Regions from separate parts of the Mus musculus genome. Here region 2 is linked to region 1. The links are chromatin contacts, called in public HiChIP or PLAC-seq maps. All regions are on one chromosome and are shown on one strand. The core of a region is the stretch at or near the end of the contact, and the rest is flanking DNA. Distances in the headings are between cores, read along the strand shown.

Region 1 (7,552 bases), core at 1,901-4,400:
TCAAAGACATGTGTCACCACTGCCCAGCGAATTTTGGCTTTTAAGACATCACTTGGCACCACTGCATTTCAAAAGATGCTTTATTACATTTGCACAAGTGTGTGTAGGGTATGTATGGGTGTGTGTGTGTCTACATGTGTGGTGTCTGTAGCTATGTGTGCAGAGTATGTGTGTACAGAGCATGTGTATAAGTGTGCATATGAAGGTGTGTGCATGTGTGCATGTGTATGTGTGTGTGCATGTGTGTTTGTGTATGTGTGCATGTGTGTGTGTGTGTGTGTGTGTGTGTGTGTGTGTGTGTGTGTGTTTGGGGGGTATATGGAGTTAAGTGGTAATGTGTAGGGACAGATTCTCTCCTTCCACTATGAGGGGCCTCAGGGGTCTAACTCAGGTTGTTAGGTTTGGTGATACCTGCATAACCTACTGAGCCGTCTCACTGGTCTAAGTTTTTAAGAATACAAGTTTTGTTTCTTTAAAAAAAAAAGAGAGAGAGAGAGAGATCTAACCATATTAAATGTAGTTTTTGTAGGTCATCTTATTGGAACCTGAGAACAGGCCTCTGCCTTCAGTTCCTTTGTGTGCTATGTATTTCTTCAGTTCCTTTATGTGCTATGTATTTCTTAGGCTGTGTACATTCTTACCACTTTCTGCTTTCTTCCTCGACCTAGCCTGGGAGCACACAGCTACTGCTGGCTCTACTTATGTAGGCATTTGGGGGTTTCTATCTTCTCCCTATCTGTAGAAGAGTTGGCATCTATTCTGGAAAGGTATGGAATTGCCCAAAGAACTGAACTACTCATCAAGAGAGGAATCTGGTTTGATAATCTTGTCCTGTTTCCATTTAGACTATCATTAATTCAGCAGCTTCACAGGCTGAGGGTCCTTCCTCAGAGCTGTTCATTGTTCCTATAGCTTGTAACATGTGTGCCTTAAAGGCCTTTCCTTAGAACCGGACTGTGCAGTGTCATAAGTTGGCATAGCTATGTCGATAGTGTGCTGCACGGTGGAAGGACTTTCACCTCCCAGATCAGCTTCTCATCCAATCTGTACTTTATTGAAAGACTTAAGTCCTGTGTTCTTTGTTATTATTGGAGTTACAGATCAGAGGGGTATGGAGCATGTGAATCATTTAAGACGCTGGCATGCCTATAAGGAAGTGAGTTCAGTTTTCAGAAAGGGCCGCTTAGAAGCCTTTGTTAATCATTGCTATGAGAGAAGAGTGTTTTGTGCAATCACTGCTTGAAAAATAGGTTAAAATCCTCCAAAACTATTATGTTCAGCAACCCTGCTCATCAGATTTGTTTTGGTCATTTGCTTCTATGTCAGTTTTCAAAAGTTGAACTTGTTAGACACACAGAGTCCTTCCTTCACCGTCCCAATATTAAGAAGCACAGAGAGCTGAACCTGATGGTGCTGCCTGCAACACTGACTCCTAGGGAGGTTAAGTAGGTTCAAGGCCTGCCTGGGCTACATAGAGAACACTGGGTCAGCCTGGGCAACTTAGTAAGATGCAGTCCTCAAACAAAGCAAAAAAACCAAAAACAGAAAAAAAGTATGAATCTGAAGCTCAGAGGCAGAGCAATTCCCAGCTCTTGTGAGGCCACAGGAGTTACTCATTCCCCAGTGTCTCTTTTTTAAAAAAGGAATCTGTTCAACTGAAAGCATATGTGCGAACAAGAGATACTTCCCTAAACCAAAAAAATGCTTACAAAAAGGACTTTAAGCAGAGTGTGTAAAACATCATGGCTTCTCGCAGGCCTGCTGCCTTTTATGTACTGGTAATTGAAAGGCCCACGAAACACTGTTTTATAGGTAGCTTCTTTAGCATGATGTCACATGAATTGAAGATTGATATCAGATTCTATACTTCTTATGACCTATAATTAGGGTGTGTGACTTTCAGTGGCCACGGGACTGAAAATCCATTTCCCAATAAAGGAGTAATTATTACTACGTGGGGGAGTACTTGTCTTTTAAAAATAGGTTAAGTATAACTTTTTTTTTTCGAGACACCTAATCTAAATCGAATCATTGTTTTGTATCCTTCAGAGACATTCTGAGAACTAATGTGGCCATCCTTATTTTATAAATTAAAAAAGAAAGAAAGAAAAGAAAACAACAAGAAGAGTGATCCAATGCAGCGAGGTGACTTGTGCAGCTCTGAGAGACACGGTGGTTAAGACAAGCCTGGCTTCCTGGCTTTCAAGTCTCTACTGCCCCCTTTAAAATCTGAAGGAAAAGAGACTTGTAGCAAACCTCTGGAAAGACTGCTGGTGAATGAAGAGTTTGCAGGGTAAGGTTGAAACAGCCCTCTAGCGTGACTGAAAGTCCTGCATGTCCTCTTTCAGCCTTCGGGCTTCACTCCTGAGGAACATTTCCCGAGGCATGGTCTCCCTGCTCTCTCGAAATCTCGAATGGTGCAAGAACTAAAGGCGAAGAATTTTGAAGTCAACTAATTGGACAAAGAAAGACTGTTTTACGACCCACTGCTGTTCTCTACGTTCTTCCCGAGGGACAGTTTTGCCAGTGTTCCGCTGGGACACCTGGGCTTGTGATCTGAAGGCGCAGGGTTCCAGGGACACCTGTTAAGGGCTTTGCTGCTCCCGTCCCCCAGGCACTGGACTCGTGTTAACCACAGTTCCTGTGCCTGCGCTGTGTGGCAGGGCGCGCTGGCTGTTTGTCCTTGGGATCCAGCTTCTGCGAGGAGTTCGTTCTCCTCCTTGGTTTTTACACAAGGAAACTCCTAGCCCAGAGTGGGATTCTGCCCCTCCACCCCAAGTGTGGAACCTCTCTCCAGCCCACACCCGCAAGCCTGAGGTGTCTGTCGCTGTTCACATAGCCAGGGACCACAGCTCCCTCCCTGCATCGGGGTTCGCCACTGCCCTGCACTTTTCTCTGCAGATTAGGTGAACTCCTAAGTGGAGTGAATAGCAGCTGCAGGGAGTGGTGGCGAGGAACGATGAGGCGCTACGCTGCATAGCGTGCAACTAAGGTTGGAGGACACTAATCTCCAGTCTCTGACTACGGGGAACTTATCTGCCTCACTCCCTCGCTCCGCAGTTCCCCTACCTGTGTCCTTTCCTTCCAGGGCGGCGTTTCTCTCCACTTCTATCTCCGATCCTCCTCCCTCCCCACCCACTCCTACCCGGGGCTCTGAGCTGTGCAGTGCGGGGTCCCTGATCGAGTGGCTTTAGAGGTCCACCGAGAAGCCGAGCAGGCACAGCATTGCAGCTGTTCCGCTTTGCCGCTCCTGCTTCTGATCTCACTTGCTGGCTCACACCAAATCGGACCTGCTTTGGGTGCCTCCCAGGACTGTCTCCAGACTGGCTGTTTAGATAATCCCTTGCTTGAAATTCCTGGATTCCTCATCTGAGAAGGAACGCGCAAGAGTCAATACAGTAAGTAAGTTCAAACTCCAGTTCTCCTTCTGAGATCATGAACAGCCCTAGAGGAGCCCCGGGTCCTGTCAGGGGTAAGAGGGCATGGGGATGTGTTCCGAAGGGGAGCCGCCCACCCCTCCAGGCATTAAGTGGAACACTGGAACTAGGTGGGCTAGTACCACTTCGCTTTTCTTCTTTTGCTGGACTTTTTCTTTTCTGCTGAAGGTTATAGACTGTTCCTTGATTGAGCGCTACAGTATGAGACAGTAAGATATGACTTTGCCCCCTCTTTAAAACTCAAGCACTTTCTGAAGTGCAAGATCATGTAGGGTTTTCTAAGGCTGTTCAAAAATAGAGATTTATTTAGGCTTCCATTCATTTCCCCAAGATGGGGTCACCTACTAGTAGAAGTCTGTGGTTGTGTGGCATGGTGGTGGTGGTGGTGGGGCAGTAATATTTAAATGTCATTCTTAGTAGAGACTAGTCATTAAAATCCCAGTGTCATTTAAGAGACTACACTACTGTCAAAGACAGGAAGCACAAATACAGGAAAGAGAAGCATTCGCTGACTTTTCAGATGATCCATCCATCTCTACTTAGGCAAACAATAATGCCCTGTATGTTGCAGTGTTAAAGACCGCATCTCCCCTCACAGGAGATCCAACAGGTGCAGGCAACTATAGTTTGTAGCATGGAACTTGGGGGTTTTCCCTGGGAAAACAATACTGGAAGGAGGGCTAGACAGGGATGTCACACTTTGCCCACCTGGAGTGACTCTATCTCAGAAATAACTTGCAATTCCAGTGATTTCAGCATGTAGTTAAAGCAGGAGAAGGTTTCTGGCTTATTAAAGAAAGCACCTAGAGCGTCAGAAGGAAAAAAGCATCATTTCCCTTTCTACACTGACTGCTTCTGTAATAAACTCAGTCAAGGGGCACCTGTTCAAGAGAACAGCGCTATTCAGAGTTTTGAATTTCTTGAATAACCTGAATGTCTCATTTTGCCTTGTTTCAAGGAAAGGCTCTCCCCCTTGCCTCTTTCTGGTTTGACTGGGGGCCTCAGGAGTGTCACGCGTGGCAGTGTCTACCCTCACGTTCTCTTTCACTCTCCTACTTTTCCAGAAGTGCTGTTGTGAATGATACATTCTGTGTCCTGGGTAGTGCTTTGCCCAGCCCAGGGCTAGTACTGTGCCTGCATGCAGCTCAGAGTGTTCACAGGGTAATAGCTTGCAGATCGATAGCCATTCCTGCAGAGGAGCTGTAAGACTCCAGCGAAAGGATTTCAGAGGGAAGAAAATGTGATTGAAAAGAAAAAAAAGGAAGTAGTCAATAAATCAAATGCGCTTCTCTTCCCAGTGCCCTTAAATCTGTGCTTACACTCAGCTCGTGGGTGCAACTTTTGCAAGTCTGCTCAACTCTGGTTGCCGTGGATGGTCTGAGTAACTGCTCCATGAAGTCAGTCTCTTAGCTTAGGGAAAATGGGACAGCCAATCAAAGGGGCCAGGGTTCAAATGCCATGTTTTCATAATGGGCAGTGGGGCTGGTATCCCTGGAACGTTCTGTTTGAAATCTATGTTGACTTGTATAGAATGGACCAGTATAGCAACAAAGGAAAACACACAGAAAGTTCCCAGGCCCCTAGAAGTGTGTGTGTGAGTGTGTGTGTGTGTGTGTGTGTGTGTGTGTGTGTGTGTGTGTGTGTAGCGCAGGGGCAGGGGAGATATGAGCATTTGAGAAAAAGAATTCTATGTGGAGCATACTGACAGGCGATTTCAGAGGTTGTAATCAGGAACTGATTTAATAGGGTCTTAGGGCAACCTTCTTGAAGAAGCAAGTAGCAAGTACCAGACTAAGAACAAGCAAACAAACCTGAGGCTGCTATAGCAAGGCAAGGAATCCTTTGTGTTTTTACATTTATTCAAGAAGGGAATTGAAATTATACTTTGTATTAAAAAGGTGGCAGTAGTTATTAATAAAATTGTATTCTCCTTTAGCTTTGTATTGGTTTTGTCCAATAATTGAGTAGCTTTACTGTACCAGAGGGTGCACTGTGAGATTAAACAAAAGGTCTTTAGAGATGGCTGTCCTAGGTTGGTAAACTGGAACAGTCACACTGTGGGCAGTGATTAAAGGGAGAATGAACCTTCTGAATGACCGGAAGAACGGCAGAGTCCTCAGTTCACCACATGGGGAAGCCTGGGGTGTTCTCAACTTGGTAGCCATTCAGTATGACAGAGCAGCAGATGTGTATTGAGATGTCAAGGAGAATCAGGACAGAGTGTCTGCAGGGATGTCGGCAAGCCTTGAGTGCCATAGTAAGGAGCTGAGGTTTACTTTAGTGAGAAAGCAAATTAAGATGTGTTTTGAGCATATCATGAATCAAAAAATTCCATTCAGGGCTGTAGATGCGAAGGAGTCCACGAACAGAGATGGTTATATAAGAGGTGGGGGGATGAAGACTGAAAGTTAGGCCAATTTGAGATTACAAGAATAACACCTTGTTACTACCTTAAACCTAAGGGAGATAGAAAAGTTAGGCAGTGTAACCTAGGCCCGCAAAACACCTCCATCCACCGGAAACCATCACAAGGGGTCTACCCTGTGGTAATCAAGGCCACAGAGGAGCTGCCGAGGCTACCCAGGGTACAGAGAGAGGAAGGAGAAGCCTTGGTTTTTCCTTCCTTTTGCTTTCTCTCCACGCAGCTTTCTCTTTAAACTTATTTATACATGTATAGTGTGTGTGTGTATGTGTGTAGCTTTATGTGTACACGTGTGCATGCATGTTCATATGTATAAGTGTGTGCTAGTATGGGTGTGGTGTATGTGCGTATGTGTGCAGGTGTGGTGTATGTATGTATGTATGTGTAGGGCATATGTGATGTGTACTTAGGGTATGTATGTATGTATGCTTGCATGTATGTATGTATGTATGTATGTATGTATGTATGTGTAAGGTATATATGAATGTGTATAGGGCATATATAATGTGTTATTAGGATATGTATGTATGTATGCATACATCCATGTGTGCAAGTGCAGGTATGACATAGCATACATACAGGGGTGAGGACACAACTTCAGGCCAAGGTTTTTACTCATCACCTTGATTCTTTTTGAGACTGGGTCTCTACATCCACCAGGATGCCTGACCCATAAGCTTCTGAGAGTTCTCCTGTCTGTCAGAGTAGCTGCATTATAGCTGTGCACTAAGCTTCCAGCTGTACATGGGCTCTTTTCATATCTCCCCACTTGCAGGGCAAGCTCTTTATTCACTGAGCCAACTCCCCGCAAGCCTCCTGCTTTGTAATCTCCTTCCAGTGCCTTGCATTGATTCAACCCAACCAGGATCCTGATTAAGTGGGAGCCTGAAAGTGAGGGAGGGTCTTATGCAGCTCAGTGGTTCAGAATAGGACAGAGGCAGGAAAGGTGGGAAGTAGAGCAGGGGCAATGGGGCCAGCCAGCATGGGTTGTGAGCTCAATAAGTGTGATTCATCTACCAATGGTAGTAGATGCTCTTATGGCTGATTAAAAACATCATTAAAAGATCTTATGAATTAACTGCAGAAGTCTTTTGTGAGTGTATTCACTAGGTATCATCACTAGTTTATTGAATCTAGGTGTTTTTATACACTTAACAGGGAATTCATAGTCAAAGCAAATATATTATTTTAAGCACTCTAGAAGAGGCGTTGCCTTATGTTTTAACACCCAGCAGGAGTCTCCCTTCAGGATACAGATTTACAAAGGCTTGTTGAATGTGTGTCCCAGGAAATGATACAGTACCACCATGGTGAATTGCCCATGGCTTTGCCTGTTAGGCTAATGAACTGACAAATGAAAGCAGCAGAAAAAGAAGAGGAAGGAAAATTAGAAATAAGATGCATGGCTTTAAGGATAATGATGATTAGAAACTGAGCCAAACAAAACCAGTGCAGTATCAATGATGATAAGAGACAGGAGGGAGAGAGAGAAAGAGAGGCAGCCTAGTTGGGGGATCTGTTTTCTTTTAGCCTTTATATGTTATGGCATCATATCATATTAGGAAACTTTAACATCAGTTTCCCTAAATATTTCTGAAAACTTCATCATTTCTAAGAGAAAACTGGTTCTTACATCGTTTATATCACCCAGTTTTTCTCAGAATTTTTATTGACTGAATTATGTATTTACTTT
Region 2 (7,552 bases), core at 3,487-5,986, 100 kb before region 1:
TCTATTAATTAAATTATTTATTCACTTAACATCCTGGTCACAACCTCCTCCCTCCTTTCCTTCCAGTCCCACCCTTAAAAACCCCCCTCCCCACTGCCCTCACCCCCTCTCCTCAGACAAGGGAAAGCCTCTCTTGGGTACCACCCTGCCCTGGGACACCCAGTTGCAACACAACTAAGTGAATCATCTCCCACTGAAGCCCAACCAAACAGTCCAGGTAGGGGAAGCAGATCTAGTGGGAGTCAACAGAGACAGAGACAGCCCCTGTTCCAATTGTTAGGAGACCCACATGAAGACCAAGCTTCACGTCTGTTACAATGGAGAGGGGTCCTAGGTCCAGTCCCTGTGTGCTCTGTGGTTGGTGGTTCAGTCTCTGTGAGCCCCCATGGGCCTAGGTTAGTTGACTCTATAGGTCTTCTTGTGGTGTTCTTGGCTTCTCCAGATTGCTCAGTCCTATTCCACACTCTTACACAAAACACGTCAAGCTCTGCCTGATGTTTGGCTGTGGGTCTTTGCATCTGTTTCCATCAGCTACTGGATGAAACCTCTTAGGAGACAGTTATGCTAGGCTCCCTGGGACATCGAGTCATGGCAGGACTAGGCACAATTTCCTAAACAAAGCCAATACGAATGTTTTTGTATAAAATGCTAATTCTCTAAATGGACACATATTTGAAATGCAAATTTCAGATCAGAAGGACACGCGTGTTGCTGTTACCATCTGCCTTTCCCCTTATGATCCACTTTGAAAAAAAGAACTGAACAGGGCAGAGACGTGCTCTCACAGATCATCATCTGAGTTCTGAGAAATGACAAGCACTACTCATGCAAGGTTGTAAATGCAGTGAGTGTCAAAGAAAACGCCCTGAGGACAGTGTGTCAAAACCCAGCAATAAACCACAGAGAAGAAATGATGTAAAGAGCTTTGTCACTATCAATTATCTTATGAAAATGTGTATTTCTCATTGTTACAAGCAAGAAATTAAATATTCATAGTACAATGCTCATTTATCAGCCATAATCAGCAATCTGTAAGTGTTGCAAAATGATCAGACATGTTAATTACCTAATTAAATACAAATTTGACTAAGATGAAGCATAGCATGTTAAACTAAGTTTGATTTAGATGAATTTAAATGCAATTATTTTAGGTTTCAATCTTTTGCCAAATGCTCATTTCATAATCCTTCGCACACTCATCCATCACACAAAGACATTTTGATATGAGATTAATATTTTAACTTTTCTTCAAAGCCTTTTGTGAGCAGCCATGTGTGAGACACTTTGAGGGCAGACATTTCAGAGCAGCTCAGGAAAGTGATAAAAAGAACTAGCTAGCTCATTCTAGATCTTCAGATTTCTCTTTAAACATTCATTCTCAGCTCTTTCCTCGCCATATTATTCAACTGATACTCTCTACGATGCCATATTGCCACACTTTTGAGGGAGTGTATAGAGTAAGGCTAACCTCTAAAAATATCTGTGAAAGACTGCTTTGACTAGCGGGAACATTTATGGTTGTGGGTGGGACCATATCATGATCAGGGGAACCAGGACTGTATGAACCAGAGCAGGCAAGTTGAGCACTAGCACGCATTGTGTCTTTCCTGCCACATGGACTGTGAACTGTACTTATGAGCTAAGTCAGGCCTGTCTCCCATTAGATGTTTGAGGCAGAGTATTTTATCAAAGCAATGGGAAGCAACTAAGGGACTCTTCCAGTTGCCATGCTGGGCTTTACATTCTTCCGTTGTAGGGTTTATGGAGGCTTGTCTTTGTCCATCCTCTGCATCACAAACTCTGAGAAATTAGTCCATTTACTCGTCTTGCTCAGATTAGTATTGTCTGTGTCTAAAACATAGTGGATACTTTATGAAAAAAATAAATGTTAGGTCCTGCAGCTGATTTTAGCCAAAAGACCAGTAAGTGAAAAGTCATAAATAATGTAATGTGCTTCTGTAAAAGGCCAATGACTAAATCTCTGAGGCTTAAGGGAATGCTCTTCAACGATACAAAGTATCAATGACTAAATCTCTGAGGCTTAAGGGAATGCTCTTCAACGATACAAAGTATCAATCTCAGGAAACAGCCAAGAAACTCTGTAAGGGCAAAGCCACATAGCTACATCTAGACACAAGAGCTGGTAGTAACTCACATAGATGAGTTAGATGCTCATGTAGTAAGAACTGAACAAGCCCAGGGGCAAATCAGCTAATTCTACTTAGGTGAGAAAGGATTAAATTCGACATGGGTATTAGATGTCAGTTTGGAATATTCTATGCAATGAACATTTGACATAAGCACAGAGCTAAAAATAATTTAAGAGGATAAATATGTAATGACGTTATGGAATACAAACTTAAGCTCAGTACTCCCAAGTCCTGTAATCCTAATTAGGAGGTGGAGGCAGGAGGATCTGGAGTTCAGGGCCAGCCTTGTCTACATAATGTGTTCAGGAACAACCTAAGCTACATGAGACTTTGTCTCAAATTAACTAAACAAATGACTTATATGTATTGCATTCCTATTAACCATAGTCAAAGAATCCCAGTTAATCCTTAAACTAAGAACAGTCACTATTTGTCACATAGAAATTTGAAAAAGAACAAGCTTATAAAAGCTCTTTGAAACTCATTGGTAAAAGTCACATCTGTACAAGCCTCATCTTCTCCCTGGTGGTACAGTGGTTACCGGAGAATACACTGAAGCGCGGACACACCAAGCTATAACCAGAGTTTTGCAGAACTTTTAGCATTGCCATATAATTTCAATATTAAATATACATATCTTTACATTTAGCTATCCTTTGCAGGCATAAGTATTTTGATGTGGCTAAGTGAAGGACCTTAGTCTTCTCAGAATTGATGTGGTTTCTCTTTTTCAGGCTAAAGCACACCTATAATTATATCACTCCTTAGATCATGAGAGACTAATCACGAGGGTTTCATACATTTCAAGTACCATCACCCTAACACCTTGAATAGCCTCAGGGCAAAACCATTCCGCTAATCCACAAGTTCTTTAATGTATACATTCACTAAAAGGTTCATTTCTTTCAAAAATCTTGTGACCTTTTTTAAATGTATGTTTATTTTATTTTTTTAAAAAAATTGAAAAGTTAAAAAAATATAGATAATAGTCCTTGAAGACTCAGTCTGGTACCTTTGAGGCCCTTACCTACAGTTATAAATCTAGCAGCATAAGTTCTCTTAGGGGAGTGATTTGTGAGGGGCATGAGAATCCATAATAGTCCATAGTATGCAATTGCTGTGTTCACATCACAGGGAGGATAAACAGAGTGGCTGGCAGGCTAGTGTATGATAGCCCAATCAACTTTAAAAGTAGGCAGTGCCTTTTCTTTTGAAAAGCTTAATTTTCTATTGAAAATTCACTTAACAGCAGTAGAGATAATCCTGAGTGGTGGCAAGCATGCTGCCAATACCCTGAGCTATTGAAGTAAGGACTCCCAATGCTGCTCCTAAAATAACTAATGAGCACAGAACAGCAAAACACGCCCGTTTCTCAGTCTACTCAGTCTCAAGTCTGAATTGGCGCATCATGGGAGTGTACAATTTTAATTGCTTTAGTCTCTAATAGTCCTGACCCATCAGAACCCAACTTGATAATGTGAAACTTTGAAAAGACAAAAATAGGATTATTTTATGTGTGACTAGATTTATAAAAACACTTATATGTCACTCCTGATTGACAATGAGTAGTATGGTCAAAGTCTGGCCCACTGACACATGTAATGATAAGTCCAAGGTACTCTATAGCTTTGATACTGTACACTTCTAGCTGTCATTGTGTGCAGTGTTCCTTATTCTCAATCTATGTCTAGTCTGTCACTTGTGCCTTGTCATTGATCTGAAATTGGAGACAAGTCATTTATCAAGATCATTGGTTTTACTTCTGGATTGTGTCTTCACATCTGCCTGTGAATACGCTGTTTTGGGCTGCTTTGGACAAAGACTCTGCCTTCCCATGAGCTGTAAGAACAGGTTTCATTATTTTTTATATCTCTGTCATCCATTGGATTCCCAATAAAATTCTTCACCTTTGTTATATAATAAGATATTACTAGTGTGTTTCGCTGTCCCTAGGAATCTCAGGTTTTCAATAATGGAGAACAAAGACAAATTATTTAAACAGCTGTTAAAGAAGTTAAACAGCAGTTATAAGAAGACACTGAGGTCTGGTGGCTGTAGAGGACCTCTGTCATCTTCTCGGACACAGTGTTGCTAAAGCATGCTTTTCTAGACACTGCCAGATAACTCTTGTGGAAACCAAAAGGCTTCCCCCATGTTCCTTGCCATCTCCCTATGACACTAACGGAATTGTCTTCTATGTGTTCAGTGAAGCTGTAACAGCTGCTTCCTCATCCTAGTAGGTCTTTTATACCATCAAAGAAATTATTTAAATCATATGTCAAGTGTCTGGATGGAGGTGAGTTGGCATAAATCTGATCTGAGGACCATGGATAACTGAGCAATGTCTTCATGCTATCTCAGCCTTTCTGGGAAGCTGCTGTAAATTTCTGTGGGTGGGGAACGGGAGCAGGGAACATACCAGATGCTCAGATACGGGCATCTTTACTCCTCTTTCCTCTCTACAGCATCTCCTTGGCAACACATTTGTTCTTTTGCTTTTGGAAATTACCATAAAACAGAAACAACTTGGGTGTTTTCAGCAATGCAGATAAGTAAATGCAAGGCTAAGACACAGTTGCTTTTGTAGAAACAGTTGATGTAGGGGAGAAGGCTGTCCTGTGAACCAGCCACTGTGTGCATCCTGCAGCTGTGTAGGACTCTCCTTCAGGAATTTTAGAATCTAAGCTTTAAAATACCTGGAAACCCAAATGGCTGTTGCCAGGAAACCCATGACTGCTGCCCGGAAAAAAGAACAATTTGAGGTTCATTAAAAGAGCCAGATCTAGGGAAAAAAAAAGAATTCAAGTGGGTATGGTCCATTTGCTGCTTTGTTTCCCAGTAAAATGAAATCTTACTAGTTATCAATTAGAAAGAGTGCAGTACTGTAATTATTGAATGCAAATTTGCTGAAATTGTGGAAATGCTAATTTTGAAAACATCAGTAAACATTTGGTACATCAACCACCATTTTTGAGTCTTGGAAATGAAAAGAGGAAAAATGCACATATAGACAGTGATCCTATGTATAATTCTTGCCTATGTTGAATCACAAGGAGATGTGCTCAGGATTCATCATATCTGTCTCCAGCTCTAGAATCCACTTCCTCACACAGTGTCCTTTGCATCATTTCACATCTCATGAAGCCACTACTGAGAGTCTCTGGGTATCCCACATGTAACTCTAGCAGTCAAGTATATTACTTGCTGTGTGAATGCATTCTAGATGTTCATTGATGTATTAAAGTACATGGACGACACTTCTGACAATGCCTTCACTCCATGCAGTGTCCATGAATCCAATAGTTATTGAATTCATGATGCTGGATGTAGGCTTATATTTTTCAAAACTTACTTTAATAAAGGTTGTTAAATGCTTTGACCTCTCTTATAGCCCATCAACTAAAGGTAGGGGAGGAAGAAAGGTTAGTAGAAGTGGACCTGTTGAGAAGTAGTTCTTTGGGGCATTCTGATCATCATTGTAAGGATATTAGCAGTCCAATTCATGAGTGTCACCAAACACAAATCAGCAGCCATGGTTCAATTCAGAAGAAACCTCAAAGCTCCAAGGATTGGCCAGAGTCCATAGTAGTGGCGAGAAGCTGCTAGAACATCACCAGTTCTTTGGTGCATTTCTCTTTACAAAGTCAAGACAAGTAAAGATCTGTGAAGAAAGCAAGGTGAACTCATATCAGACCATCATCATTGAAGATGAGCATCAGTGAAACTCAATGATGACCAGCAAAGAATTGCAATGTGAACCAATGCAGCAGCCACTGAGAGTGAAGGCAACATGCGAAGAGCCAGAATTTTCTTCTGTCATGTCCTTTATATAGGCTGCCAGCAGAAACATGTGGCCTGCATTTAAGAAGGACCTTTCCACCTCAAAAGATCCAGATTTAGGTGAGTCTTTCCACTTCAAATGATTCAGTCATGAACCTCTCTCACAGGTGTACCCAGATGCTTGGGGTTTAGATAATTACAGATTAGTAAAGTTGACAACCAAGAACAGCCATCAGAGACACTTAGTCTTCCTTATCCCACAAGATCTATATGGAAATAATACCTCCCAACTCTACTTTGTGAAGACTCAGGCATAATTAAACAAAGTCTGAGAAAACTGATATAATTTGATATGTGATGTCATATATCAGCTCCCTGTCCCCCCCCCCCCCCCCATTAACTGCGTAGCAGCTACTCTTTGCTTTTAGTCCCGGTTCTTTTCTTTCATGAGAATCTATTTTACTCTGAAAACAGCTGAGAGGAAAAAAACTGAACAATGAAAGTTGACTCTTCAAAAGGTGCAGTCTACTGTGCATCTGAGGGCGCTCTGGGACCCTTTCACGCGGCCCATGATGTCACAAATGTATATATACATAGGTTCTCTTTGTTTATGTTATTGCCATTCTCAGGAAGTTTGATTTCCTGGTATAAAATGAGCCCTATTAATGCCACAATCTTCAGATATGCAATAATGGGAGGGAGCAGGAGGAGGGACATGATGTCTCTGAGCGCAGAGAGCTCAGTGACTGATGAGCTTCCTGTACAATGATGAGGATAAAACTGTGGTATTAGGCAGACATTATGACTTCTCTATAATACAGGACAGAAAGAAGCCCCATTTGAGTAGAAATGGAGTAACCAGAAGTCATTTACATTACAACTAACCTTTGCTGCTCAGAGATATCTACAGCTTCTGATCAGGAGTCTTTAATACACTCTTCAAACCCTCAGCTGCTCAGGGCTGGACTAGTAGTAGTCCGTCTTTAGTAACTTGGGAATGGGACAAAGGATCTAGCAAATATCCTTAACTCAGTTGGCTGTATCATTCATGTGTGAAGGCCCATAAAAATCCAGTACAGTAAACAAATATGGAAACAGTAATTCAGTGAAACAGAGTTGGGCTACTGGGTGGCCTCAAAGAGTCCCTGGACTCTTTGCCTGTTTATTGCTGTCACAGGCCTTGTTTCAAATTCCCATAGATTGCTTTCAGGGTTAGAGGTGCAGTCTAGTGGGGGAATATTTGCTTAGAAAGACTGGCTTGATTCAAAGTTTTTAACATCATCTTCTTCAAAATGACTTTTCATTCTCTAATTTAAACTAAATTAAATGAGTGATGTTTCTTAAAAAGCAAAGAGGTTCCCTAGCTCTGTGTTTTGACTATGTTTACCATACCAGGCATGAAATCCCTACCATGGAGAGTACCTGTACTGGCTAGTTTTGTGTCAACTTGACACAGCTGGAGTTACCACAGAGAAAGGAGCTTCAGTTGAGGAAATGCCTCCATGAGATCCAACTGTAAGGCATTTTCTCAATTAGTGATCAAGGGGGAAAGGCCCCTTGTGGGTGGGACCATCTCTGGGCTGGTAGTCTTGGTTTTATAGGAGAGCAGGCTGAGCAAGCCA

What was found. HiChIP or PLAC-seq counts read pairs in DNA pulled down with a chosen protein or histone mark.
Region 2: an H3K27ac HiChIP or PLAC-seq map of neural progenitor cells shows a contact between it and region 1, with 4 times the contacts expected there. The contact joins the enhancer-like site here to the promoter of Npy2r in region 1. A contact is called at or near these places in 8 of 484 Hi-C or Micro-C datasets (cerebral cortex, forebrain, nephron progenitors and 1 more), 2 of 115 datasets of contacts at active chromatin or transcription factors (SST interneurons and neural progenitor cells) and 1 of 9 other capture datasets (embryonic stem cells).

Annotation. Positions count from the first base shown.
Region 1 is chr3:82,543,683-82,551,234 of GRCm38.p6, reverse strand. It overlaps Npy2r (neuropeptide Y receptor Y2), which reads left to right and starts at 3,150. Exons shown (of 2, transcript NM_008731.3): 1 at 3,150-3,398.
Region 2 is chr3:82,649,590-82,657,141 of GRCm38.p6, reverse strand. No RefSeq gene overlaps it. Among named protein-coding and RNA genes, the nearest start is that of Gm29999, 12 kb to the left of the region's middle. Within about 2 kb of position 4,736, at least 20 of the 459 cell types and tissues checked have an H3K27ac peak or open chromatin away from gene starts, as enhancers often do. A contact at or near this core is called in SST interneurons, forebrain and neural progenitor cells, where this site is marked.